Linked DNA regions of Sus scrofa: all the other regions are linked to region 3. Evidence: chromatin contacts called from public promoter capture Hi-C data. All regions are on one chromosome and are shown on one strand. The core of a region is the stretch at or near the end of the contact, and the rest is flanking DNA. Distances in the headings are between cores, read along the strand shown. Region 1 holds the start of MTRF1 (mitochondrial translation release factor 1). Region 2 holds the start of KBTBD7 (kelch repeat and BTB domain-containing protein 7). Region 3 holds the start of SUGT1 (protein SGT1 homolog).

Evidence for each region. Promoter capture Hi-C pulls out the DNA fragments that hold promoters and counts their contacts.
Region 1: a promoter capture Hi-C map of liver shows a contact between it and region 3, with 7 times the contacts expected there. The contact joins the promoter of MTRF1 here to the promoter of SUGT1 in region 3. A contact is called at or near these places in 1 of 5 promoter capture datasets (liver), 1 of 47 Hi-C or Micro-C datasets (heart right ventricle) and 1 of 2 datasets of contacts at active chromatin or transcription factors (alveolar macrophages).
Region 2: a promoter capture Hi-C map of liver shows a contact between it and region 3, with 8 times the contacts expected there. The contact joins the promoter of KBTBD7 here to the promoter of SUGT1 in region 3. A contact is called at or near these places in 3 of 5 promoter capture datasets (fetal liver and liver), 3 of 47 Hi-C or Micro-C datasets (heart right ventricle and liver) and 1 of 2 datasets of contacts at active chromatin or transcription factors (alveolar macrophages).

What each region holds. Positions count from the first base shown.
Region 1 is chr11:25,602,410-25,606,158 of Sscrofa11.1, forward strand. MTRF1 (mitochondrial translation release factor 1) reads left to right here and starts at 1,660. Exons shown (of 12, transcript NM_001243580.1): 1 at 1,660-1,713; 2 at 1,808-1,981; 3 at 3,303-3,392.
Region 2 is chr11:25,641,857-25,645,305 of Sscrofa11.1, forward strand. KBTBD7 (kelch repeat and BTB domain-containing protein 7) reads left to right here and starts at 1,805. Exons shown (of 2, transcript XM_003130995.5): 1 at 1,805-3,449. The coding sequence starts at 2,161.
Region 3 is chr11:25,903,421-25,907,127 of Sscrofa11.1, forward strand. SUGT1 (protein SGT1 homolog) reads left to right here and starts at 2,022. Exons shown (of 13, transcript XM_005668449.3): 1 at 2,022-2,728; 2 at 2,826-2,883. The coding sequence starts at 2,691.

The DNA.
Region 1 (3,749 bases), core at 410-2,909, 300 kb before region 3:
AGGTGGTAGAAGTTGATACCTTGAGGAGTTCCCGTCATGATGCAGCAGAAACGAATCCGACTAGGAACCATGAGGTTGCGGGTTCAATCCCTGGCCTCCCTCACGCGTTGCTGTGGCTGTGGTGTAGGCCAGCAGCCATTGCTCTGATTAGACCCCTAGCCTGGGAACCTCCACATGCCACAGGTGTGGCCCTCAAAAGACAAAAAAAAAAAAAAAAAAAAAAAAAAAAAGAAGTTGGTATCTTGAAATAGGTAATAAACATTAGATATTTACATTTATATCTAATTCCCCCCCCCCTTTTTGGCTGCACCAGGGGCATGTGGAAGTTCTCAGGCCAGGGATCAAACCCACACCACAAGAGTGATCCAGGCAGCTGCAGTGACAACACCAGTTCCTTAGCCCACTGTGCCACAAGGGAACCCTGAATTCTCCTTTTTTTATATTTGGTCACAACATAAGAAAATATGCTGTGAAGTCAGTAATACAGAATTATATTTGCCTTTGCTTTTCGGGAAGAAATACTGAGGCACTAGGTCAATGATTTGTAAATTCAATCTCCAAGCTCTGTATCGCTGTTAAATATTCAAAGTAAGGCAATCCATCCCTGGCCTTGCTCAGTGGGTTAAGGATCCGGTGTTGCAGTGAGCTGTGGTGTAGGCTGCAGACGTGGCTCGAATCCAGCGTTGTGGCTGTGGTATAGAGGCCATCAGCAACAGCTCCGATTAGACCCCTAGCCTGGGAAACTCCATATGCCGTGGGTGCAGCCCTAAAAAGACGAAAGACCAAAAAAAAAAAGTAAGGCAATATATTTGCATTTTCCTGAAACTGTTTATTTTATTTATTTATTTATTTTTAGGGACACACCTGCAGCACATGGAGGTTCCCAGATGGGGTCTAATCGGAGCTGTAGCTGCTGGCCTACACCACAGTCACAAGGGATCTGAGCTGCATCTGCAACCTACACCACAGCTCACAGCAACACTAGATCCTTATTTAACCCACTGAGGGAGGCCAGGGATCAAACCTGCACCCTCATGGATGCTAGTCAGATTTGTTTCCACTGAACTCCCCTGTTATGATTTTTAAAAATACAAAGGCACAGTCTCAATTAGTCATTAGGTATTTCCTCAAGCAATGGAAAAAACCTCTGAAGTATTCAATGATAAAAAGGTATTCTCATTTTAAAAAATTAGGAATCGCTACTCTAGTGACTCCATCTATAAAGAAATTCTTGTATATACTTATCTCTTAGGCACAGCTGTAGAAAATCTCTTCTGGGCTTGCCTAAAATGTTGAAAACCAAAACTCCACCTTCGGCCTAGGGCGTTGGGGGTGGGGCCCCCTGTCGGAAATAAACTACAACTCCCAGAATTCTCAGGGAGGCGCTCTGGGGAGTTACGGTTCTTTCAATGTTCTGGCACAGCTGCTGCCGCTCGCCGGCTCCCCTCTCCATCGCAACCTACACTCTGGACTCCGACTCCGGATGAGCACGAGGCTTGGTTGCCTCTTGGGAATTTTCCTCGCGTTGCCACTTTTCTCTTTTGTTTCTTCTGGTAGTTTATTATGCACACCCAAGAACTACTGCTCCCGAGAAAAACCCAGACGGAGGAGAAGGTGGCTGGAAGCCTTTAGCCGGAAGTGGCGAACCCGGAAGTAAAAGTGATCAGGTGTCTATAGGGCTGAAATCCTAGTGGATCCCAGAAGGTTCCCTCGGTAAGGAAACCTAATGTCCTTTTTTTGTTGTTTTTTAAGGTACTCACAATTCACTTCTTTTTTCTGATCCTAAAAGTCTTTTTTCTTTCTCCAGCTTTTTTTCTCTATGGGATCACTCCATATGCCGCGTTACACGGTGTGGCTTACACGTGCTGCTCTCGTGTGGGCTTAGTATCACTACCCACTTGCCGAGGCTGAGCGTTCCTTCCAGAGTATCAGCTTACTCTTGTTACTGTGGAGGGTGATGGAGAAGACTTGCTATGCTCAGGTATAGATAATGGAGAATAAACATCTTGCGTTTTATTTAACACAGTTTCATGACCTTGAGAACTGCTCATTCTACTAACTGTGCCTAAAATGGAAATTTAGCTAGAAATGTTGTAACAAAAATCTTTTTGCCTTTTTATTGTCGTCGTTCTTTCCATTTGCAAATGGAAACACTTCTGTGATGTCTTTGAGACTGTGCGAAGACACAGAAACTCCTGCTGGAGGACTGTAACCTTTGTGGCTGTTGGACATTAACGAATGTGATTATGTTAAATTTTGTCGGTATAACTCTGTAGACTGGATATTTTAGAGACCATTCCAAATAGTGTATTTCCTAGGAAATAATACTCTCTGAAATAGCAAACTTAAAATGATCAAAGGAGCTAATATATGAATGCATGTAGCATAGATGGAACACTGTAGACAATTAAAGGTTGGTTCTGATCAATTTTGACCCTTATTGCACCTTTGAACCACAGGATTTTAGGGGCAAAGTATTAGAACACTTTATCTTTTCCCCTTTATACTCAGTAAAATTATTGTGTACATTTGTTAGCTTTTTTTTTTTTTCTGTCTTTTTGTCCTTTTTAGGGCTGCACCCGGGGCATATGGAGGTTCCCAGGCTAGGGGTTGAATCAGAGCTGTAGCTGCCAGCCTACACCAGAGCCATAGCAATGCAGGATCCGAGCTGCATCTGTGACCTACACCACAGCTCACAGCAACGCTGGATCCTTAATCCACTGAGTGAGGCCAGGGATCGAACCTGCAACCTCATGGTTCTTAGTCAAATTTGTTTCCGCTGTGCCATGACAGGAACTCCTACATTTGTTAGCTTTTTCAATGATCTGTTCAAAGGAAGGAAAACAGCCAATTTCACTAAACCTGTAGTGTTTTTTTTTTTTTTTTTTTTTGGCTGCACCAATGGTTTAAAGTGACAGCGTCAGATCCTTTAACCACTGTGCCACCAGGGAACTTACCATAGCTTGTAATTTTATTTATGTATGTATTCATTTTTATTGTTTTTAGGGCCTCACCTTTTGCGTATGGAAGTTCCTGGACTGGGGTCGAATTGGAGCTGCACCTGCCAGCCTACACCACAGCTACAGCAATGCCAAGTCCAAGCCACACCTGCAACCTTCGCCGCAGTTTGCAATAACACTGGACCCTTAACCCACTGAGTGAGGCCAGGGATTGAACCTGCATCTTCATGGATACTAGTTGAGTTCTTAACTTATTGAGCCAACAGGATCCCCCGTAACTTTTCATTTTTTTAAGTAATTTTTTTTGCCTGATTATAAAAGAGTTATGTGCTGTACCTGTAGGAAACTTGGAAAACACTGAGAAGTAAGAAAAAAAGAAAGCAAGCAAAAAGTATCCTTAATCCCACAACTAGAGATCGTCATAACATTTTGGTATGTTTCTTTCTTAGTTTTCTTTTTTTCAAAAAAAAGGTCTTCCTCAACTTAGAATGGGGTAAACCCGTGTATTTCATATACTCTAGAAAAATTTGAAAACTTTGTTGGGAACATATTGTTTTTTATTCTTTTTTCATTTAATTATCATCATTGTCTTTTTTTTTGTTTTTGCCATTTCTTGGGCTGCTCCCGCGGCATATGGAGGTTCCCAGGCTAGGGGTCGAATCGGAGCTGTAGCCACCGGCCTATGCCAGAGCCACAGCAACACGGGATCCTAGCCGCATCTGCGACCTACACCACAGCTCGCGGCAACGCCAGATCGTTAACCCACTGAGCAAGGGCAGGGACAAAACC
Region 2 (3,449 bases), core at 555-3,054, 260 kb before region 3:
CACAACAGGAACGCCTAGATTATTTCTAATTTTGGTTATTATGGATAAATCTACTATGAACATGCACTAGTCTTTTTATGGACATGTTTTAATTCCCCTTGGGTAAAGGCCTGGGAGTGAAATTATTGGACACAATATTCAGAGAAACCACAACAGTTTTTTGTTGTTTTTAGGGTGTTTTTGTTTTGTTTTGTTTGTCTTTTGGGGCCACACCTGCGGCATATGGAGGTTCCCGGGTCAGGGGTCGAATTGGAGCTGTAGCTGCTGGTCTATGCCATGGCCCACAGCAATGTGGGATCTTAACCCACTGAGCAAGGCAAGGGATCGAACTTTGTCCTCACGGATACTAGTCGGGTTCGTTTACTGCAGAGCCAAGATGGGAACTCCCCCAAACAGTTTTTAAAAGTTATTCTCCTGCTGTGCGCTATCCACCTATTCATATAATATTGAAGATTTCATTCATTAGGTTATGGTAACACTTCACAAACTAGCAACAGGAGTGGTCTGGGTTTTAAATAAAAGTTCTCTAACAAATCTCTAAACACTTGATTTTGAATATTTAACTAATGTTGATTAGTACATATATAAAACACTTCTTTAAAGCATAGGCTGTACTGTATTACTTCAAGGAATGTCAGGGCATATATGAATCCCAAGCTGTTTGAATCTTGTGCTTTTGTACGATTCAAGGTATGTTTGTTTAAATATTTTAATTTAAAACTCTCGTTAAAACTCCTTAATAAAGACAGTTCCAAAATCTTCAAAGGATTGGTGGAAAGGAACTGAAAGAACAGTATGAGTAACACTCATATCAAGAGGTTGTGAAAATAACCTTGTTCCTCGGAATGAAGTGTTGATTTGGTGAGATGCCAACCTATTTATATGCCTGATTTTCATATTTAAGGCCATCTATAAATGCTGTTCTCTAGGACCTCATCTTTGTCTAAGACATCCTAATGATTTTTTTTTTTTTTTTTTGGTCTTTTTGCTATTTCTTGGGCCGCTCCGGCGGCATATGGAGATTCCCAGGCTAGGGGTCTAATCGGAGCTGTAACCACCAGCCTACACCAGAGCCACAGCAACACGTGATCCGAGCCGCGTCTGCAACCTGCACCACAGCTCACGGCAACACCGGATCGTCAACCCACTGAGCAAGGGCAGGGACCGAACCCGCAACCTCATGGTTCCTAGTCGTTAACCACTGCGCCACGACGGGAACTTCAACATCCTAATGAATTTATATGTCACTTAGTACTGAAAATATTGTAATAACGTTCAGAATCTTCCAGAAGTAGCAACATTAAACACTGGATGTTTTCTTTGCAGTAATTGCTCATGGTTTCAAGTTAAGTGGGTGTCGCACTCTTAATAAATTCTAAGAGAAAAGCCGACAATTATTAATCTTTATATTTTAAACAGAGTGTAAGCACTTAATTGTTCTAATCAACAAATATTTGGGGAAATAACTATTAAAAAATTAAAACACACACACACAAATATTTATTGAAGCATCCTGTGTCCTATGCAATTTTTATCTCATTTCATCCTCACACGACCCTAGGAAAGACTATTCTCCCCATTTTGCAAAGAAGGAAAAGTTCTCAGAGGGAAGCTACACAGTTAATAAACATTAAAACTGGGCTCTTACTCTGGACTTCAAAGCCAAAATGCCAAGCCGTCGGAGCCGGGAGAATAAACGCTCAAACCCTGAAGCAGTCTTGCCCCGGAAGCCTCGCGATATTACTCAAACTACTACTCCCAACATGCAAAGCGCCTTCTCTGCCGCCGCTAAAGTGGGCGAGTGGGGAGGGCCCCGCCTGCGTCAGGCGCGAAAGGCAGTCTGGGAGTGGTAGTTCTCCTGGAAGCCTACCGGTATTGCCAGCGCGGCAGTGGCGGATCTCTTGGTTCCAGCCAGTAGGTCCTGTGAGGGCGAGTTGAGGCGGAGAAAGGGCGCGGAACTGGAAACGGGTGAGTCAGGCACTGTCTACGCTATAAAGGGAGGCGGCACCGCGGTGTAGGGCTGAGTTAAGTAAGCGCGGCCCCCGCGCAGTCTCTCCGGAGACACCACAACCTTAGCGTCAGCGAGAGAAGGGTGAGGAGGCGCCCGAGCCCGGTCTTTGCACCCGTTCTCGCCCTCAGCTCCCTACCAGCATCTCCACCATGCAGTCCCGGGAAGAAGCTTCGCGCTCTCGCCGCCTCGCCAGTCCCCGCGGTGGGAGGCGGCCCAAGAGGATTTCCAAGCCTTCGGTTTCGGCTTTTTTCACGGGGTCGGAGGAGCTGAAGGACACGGCCCATTCCGCAGCCCTGTTGGCACAGCTCAAGTCCTTCTACGACGCGCGGCTGCTCTGTGATGTGACCATCGAGGTGGTCACGCCTGGCAGCGGGCCTGGCACGGGTCGCCTTTTTTCCTGCAACCGTAACGTGCTGGCCGCCGCGTGTCCCTACTTCAAGAGCATGTTCACCGGCGGCATGTACGAGAGCCATCAGACGAACGTGACCATGCACGACGTAGATGCCGAATCCTTCGAGGTGCTGGTCGATTACTGCTACACGGGTCGCGTGTCCCTGAGTGAGGCCAACGTGCAGCGCCTTTACGCGGCCTCGGACATGCTGCAGCTGGAGTATGTGCGGGAAGCCTGTGCGTCGTTCCTAGCCCGCCGCCTTGACCTGGCCAACTGCACGGCCATCCTCAAGTTCGCCGACGCCTTCGACCATCACAAGCTGCGGTCGCAGGCCCAGTCCTTTATCGCGCACAACTTCAAGCAGCTCAGCCGCATGGGTTCGATTCGCGAGGAGTCTCTGGCCGATCTGACCCTGGCCCAACTGCTGGCTGTCCTGCGCCTGGATAGTCTAGACATCGAGAGTGAGCGGACAGTGTGTCACGTTGCGGTGCAGTGGTTGGAGGCGGCTCCCAAGGAGCGGGGTCCCAGCGCTGCCGAAGTCTTCAAGTGTGTCCGCTGGACACACTTCACGGATAAAGATCGGGAATACCTGGAAGGGCTGTTGACCAAACCTATTGTGAAGAAGTACTGTCTGGACCTCATGGAAGGGGTCCTGCAGATGCGATATGGTGACATGTTGTACAAGTCTCTGGTGCCAAAGCCAGAGAGCAGCAGTGGCAATTCTGTTGTCTCCATAGCAGAAAATCCACCCCAGAGGCTGGGTATGTGTGCCAAGGAGATGGTGATCTTCTTTGGCCATCCCAGAGATCCCTTTCTGTGCTATGACCCATACTCAGGGGACATTTACACAATGCCATCACCTTTGACCAGCTTGGCTCATACCAAGACTATCACCTCCTCAGCTGTCTGTGTCTCTCCCGACCATGACATCTATCTGGCCGCCCAGCCCAGGAAAGACCTCTGGGTGTACAAACCAGCCCAGAATAGTTGGCAGCAGCTGGCAGACCGCCTGCTCTGCCGGGAGGGCATGGATGTGGCTTACCTCAA
Region 3 (3,707 bases), core at 772-3,271:
TACAGGGCTCCAAGACTATAGGAGTTCCTGGTGTGGCTTAGTGGGTTAAGAACCTGACATAGTATTCAAAAGGATGCAGGTTTGATCCCTGACCTCGCTCAGTGGGTTAAGGATTCAGCGTTGCCTTAAGTTGCTGCACAGGTGCAGCTCAGATCTGGTGTTGGTGTTGCCATTTCCATGGCGTTAAGCTGCAGCTCTTTTTTGAACTCTAGCCTGGGAACTTTCATATGCTACAGGTGCGGCCAAAAAAGCAAAAAAAAAAAAAAAAAGGCTCATAAAGTTAATCAATTAATGGTGTGGTACCAGTTTAGACCAAGGGAATGAGAACCTGGAAACAGACCCACATATGTGTGATCAACTACTTTATAACAAAAGTGCCATAATTATTTAGTGGGGGGAATGGCAAATAAATCTTTTCAGTATGTAGGGCTGGGATATCCATTTAGGGGGAAAAGGAACCTTAATCCCAACCTCATACATTTTATAAAAATTAATAGACCTGGACATGAAAAGTATGATAGTAAAGCATCTAGAAGAAAACACAGGTGACTCTGTTCATGGCTTTTGAGTAGGCAAAGCCTTATACTAGATGCAAAAAGAACTGATCACAAAAGGAAAGCTCAAGAGTTCTGGTGGTGGCTCAGCGGTAAGGATCCTGACTAGTATTAATGAGGATGCGAGTTTGATCCCTGGCCTCACTCAGTGGGTTAAGGATCCAGCATCTCGTGAACTGTGGTGTAGGTCGCAGATGCAGCTCAGATCTGGCATTGCTGCGGCTGTGGCATAGGCCGGCAGCTGCAGCTCTGATAACCCCTAGCCTGGAAATTTCCATATACCCTAAAAAGAAGCAAAACAAAAGGAAAGATCAGCAAACCCAGTTTTTTCTTAGTTATTTCTGCAATTCTTACCATCCCCTCCATCCCTATTGTTACAGACCTATTTATAAGAGTCACTTTGGCTTGTAATACAGCAGTTGTCTTCCAACTGTTCTTTTTTCTTTCTTTCCTTTTTTTTTTTCTTTTTAGGACTGCACCCTTGGCATATGGAAGTTCCCAGGCCAGGGGTCAAATCAATCGGAGCTATAGCAGCCAGCCTACACCACAGCTCACCGCAAAGCTGTTTCCTTATCTGAGTGAGGCCAGGGGCTGAATCAGTATCTTCATGGATCCTAGTTGGATCCGTTTCTGCTGCACCACAACAGGAACTCCCCAATGACTGTTCTTTTCCTTTATTCTTTGATAGCACAGATAATAAACATTTAAAATGTAAATTTCACTAGTACAGCCTTCTTTTGAGTAAAAATCTTATAATGGGTTAGGATCCTTCAGAGAAGCTCATCCCAACTTCTCAACGGACCACAACTAGTCCTTTATGACCTGGCACATAACCTACCTCCCTGCCCTCTCTGCTTCTAGCCTGAATTTTGGCTCTATCAATTTTAGAGTTCACATTATCACTTGCTAGCATTCATCCTATTCCGTCTGAATTGCTTTTTTCATTTCCTTCACTGATTCGTCTTTCCAAACTGAAGCTCGAGTACAAAGTGTTTGAGGATTCCATCCCTAGACCTTATGGGCGGCTAAAAGCCCCTTGTTACCACATCACTGACTACTGTCTTTCTTTCCTTTTAGCACTTAGAACTAAATTGACTTAAGTTTCTGGGGGGCATTACCACCACTGAATCCCAGGACTTAGTTTAGATTTTGGATGTAGTAGACACTCAACTTCAGTTATTCCTTCATCTCTACTGAGGAACCAACCATTCACTCCCACTCCCTCTTGCTCCCGGACTCCGGTCCGTGGAACCTGCTGGAAGTTTCGTCTATCTAAACTGCATGGGTCAAAAGTGGGAGGGGGCCTGTCCGACTAGGTGTAAAGTAACACCAAGACAACTTGAGGGTCCATTTCTCCTTTCAATGCCTTCGGATGGAGTACGTTTTTCTTCTTAGTCTGGGAAGCCAACGAGGAAGACAACCTTAGGTCTGCGGAGTCCTGGGGCCCATGGAACAGTCCACCCGCCCCGGAACCAAAAGGCTTCCTCTGCTCTACCCTCCGCAGAGGCAGAACGACTTCCGGAAAGTCCGCGGCCTTCAGGGTTCCCAGCGCCAAGATGCCGGCACCCACCAATGCGCCGCGCCATCCGGAACTCGCTCCCGGAAAAGAACACGTAGCGCGGGATGACGTCACGGGTCACAAAGGGCTCGGTTGCTTCCAAGAGCCATGATGAGCGCTGTAGGGAAAAACGGAGCTCGATGTGCTTTGTGTTATTAACAGACATATAAACTCCCCCAAAGTCCACACGTTCCCGAAGGAGAACAGTATGGTACAAAACTCCTTTCAAGCTAGCGCTCCGGAGGCTCCACGGGACTGTGGGCGCGCAGCGGGACGGAGGGCTAGCGTGAACCACCGCGGCCTCCGTAACCGAGGCTGCAGGGGGCGGAGCCTGCGGGGCTGGTCTCCGGCCAGGGGGCGGGCCGGGAGAGTCGGTCCTCCACGGTCCCAGCCCACCCCGCGCCCGCGCTTCGCCTCCCCTCCCCCCCCCCCCCCCCGCGGCACGCTGCGTGGCTGCTCGTTGGCTCCTTAGGACGGAAGCTCGGTTGGTGTTTCTCCAGAAGTTTCCCCCTTGGGCGGCGGCGGACTGGTAACCTCGGTAGGAGCGGCTCCAGCAGCGGTAACAGTGACCAGTAGGGATGGCGGCGGCTGCAGCGGGACCTGCAACGGCCCAAAGGTGCGTGTTTTACCTTTTCTTTGCTATTTATTAGTACCCAGCATCCTCTGTTTTCCTTGGTTAGTGCGCCCTGCTGAAGTCGTTGTTTTCCTGGCAGGTTTTTCCGGAGCTTCTCAGATGCTCTGATCGAAGAGGACCCCCAGGCGGCGTTAGAGGTGAGCGAGCTGGTCCAGCTTCCTTCACTTTGCTGTGGGCAACGGGGGGGCCGCGTTGGGTTCTGGCCCACCCCGCCTCTTCGCAGCACTGTTTTCCCGGGGCCGGGGCTGCTGCTTGTCTTGTGTCTCAGTCTTGATATTGAAAACCCCCGCCTCTTTTCTCTGTCCATCAGCGGCCCAGTCACTCCAGATCCCAGTTCTTGCTACCTCCCTCTCCTAGACGGTTCCTGCATCCTCGGAGCGTCTCAGTAAAACCTGCCTTCTTTCTTGGGAATGTGGTTGACTTTCATAGTTGGCCTGAAAGGGCCTGGTTTTTTTTGTTTGTTTTTAATGGCATTAGGGACAAAAAGGAAATTTTAGGCTTGATATTTGTTAACTCGGCTTTTCGCTTGACTAAGTCATCCTTGCCATTTTAATGTACCAGGCTCTGTGCTAAGTGCCTGTATGAACTCGCTACTGGAACAAAAACCTTTCCTGTGTGTGCCTGAAAATTTCCAGATGTCCTGTCACTGTTCATTATTCACTCATTTGCTTCTTCCTCAAAACAATTTCTTGGGGTTTTTGTTGTGTGCAAGGAACTGATTGCTGTGGGTTAAAGTCTTAGTTCGATGTTTAACTGACTTGGTGGGCATTCTGTGTGCAATGAAAGGCTATAAAGGTGTAAAGGAAAGCAAAAAACAAGAGTGAAGTCATGATTGAAACTAATAAAGGGAGCCCACATTAAGAATACGTGATGCAGTGGGTCCCAAAGTTTAGCCAGGTGTCTCTTGCTTGGAAGCTCAAGAGGGAACCTTGGTTCGCAGTTGTGATCCACCACATGGAAG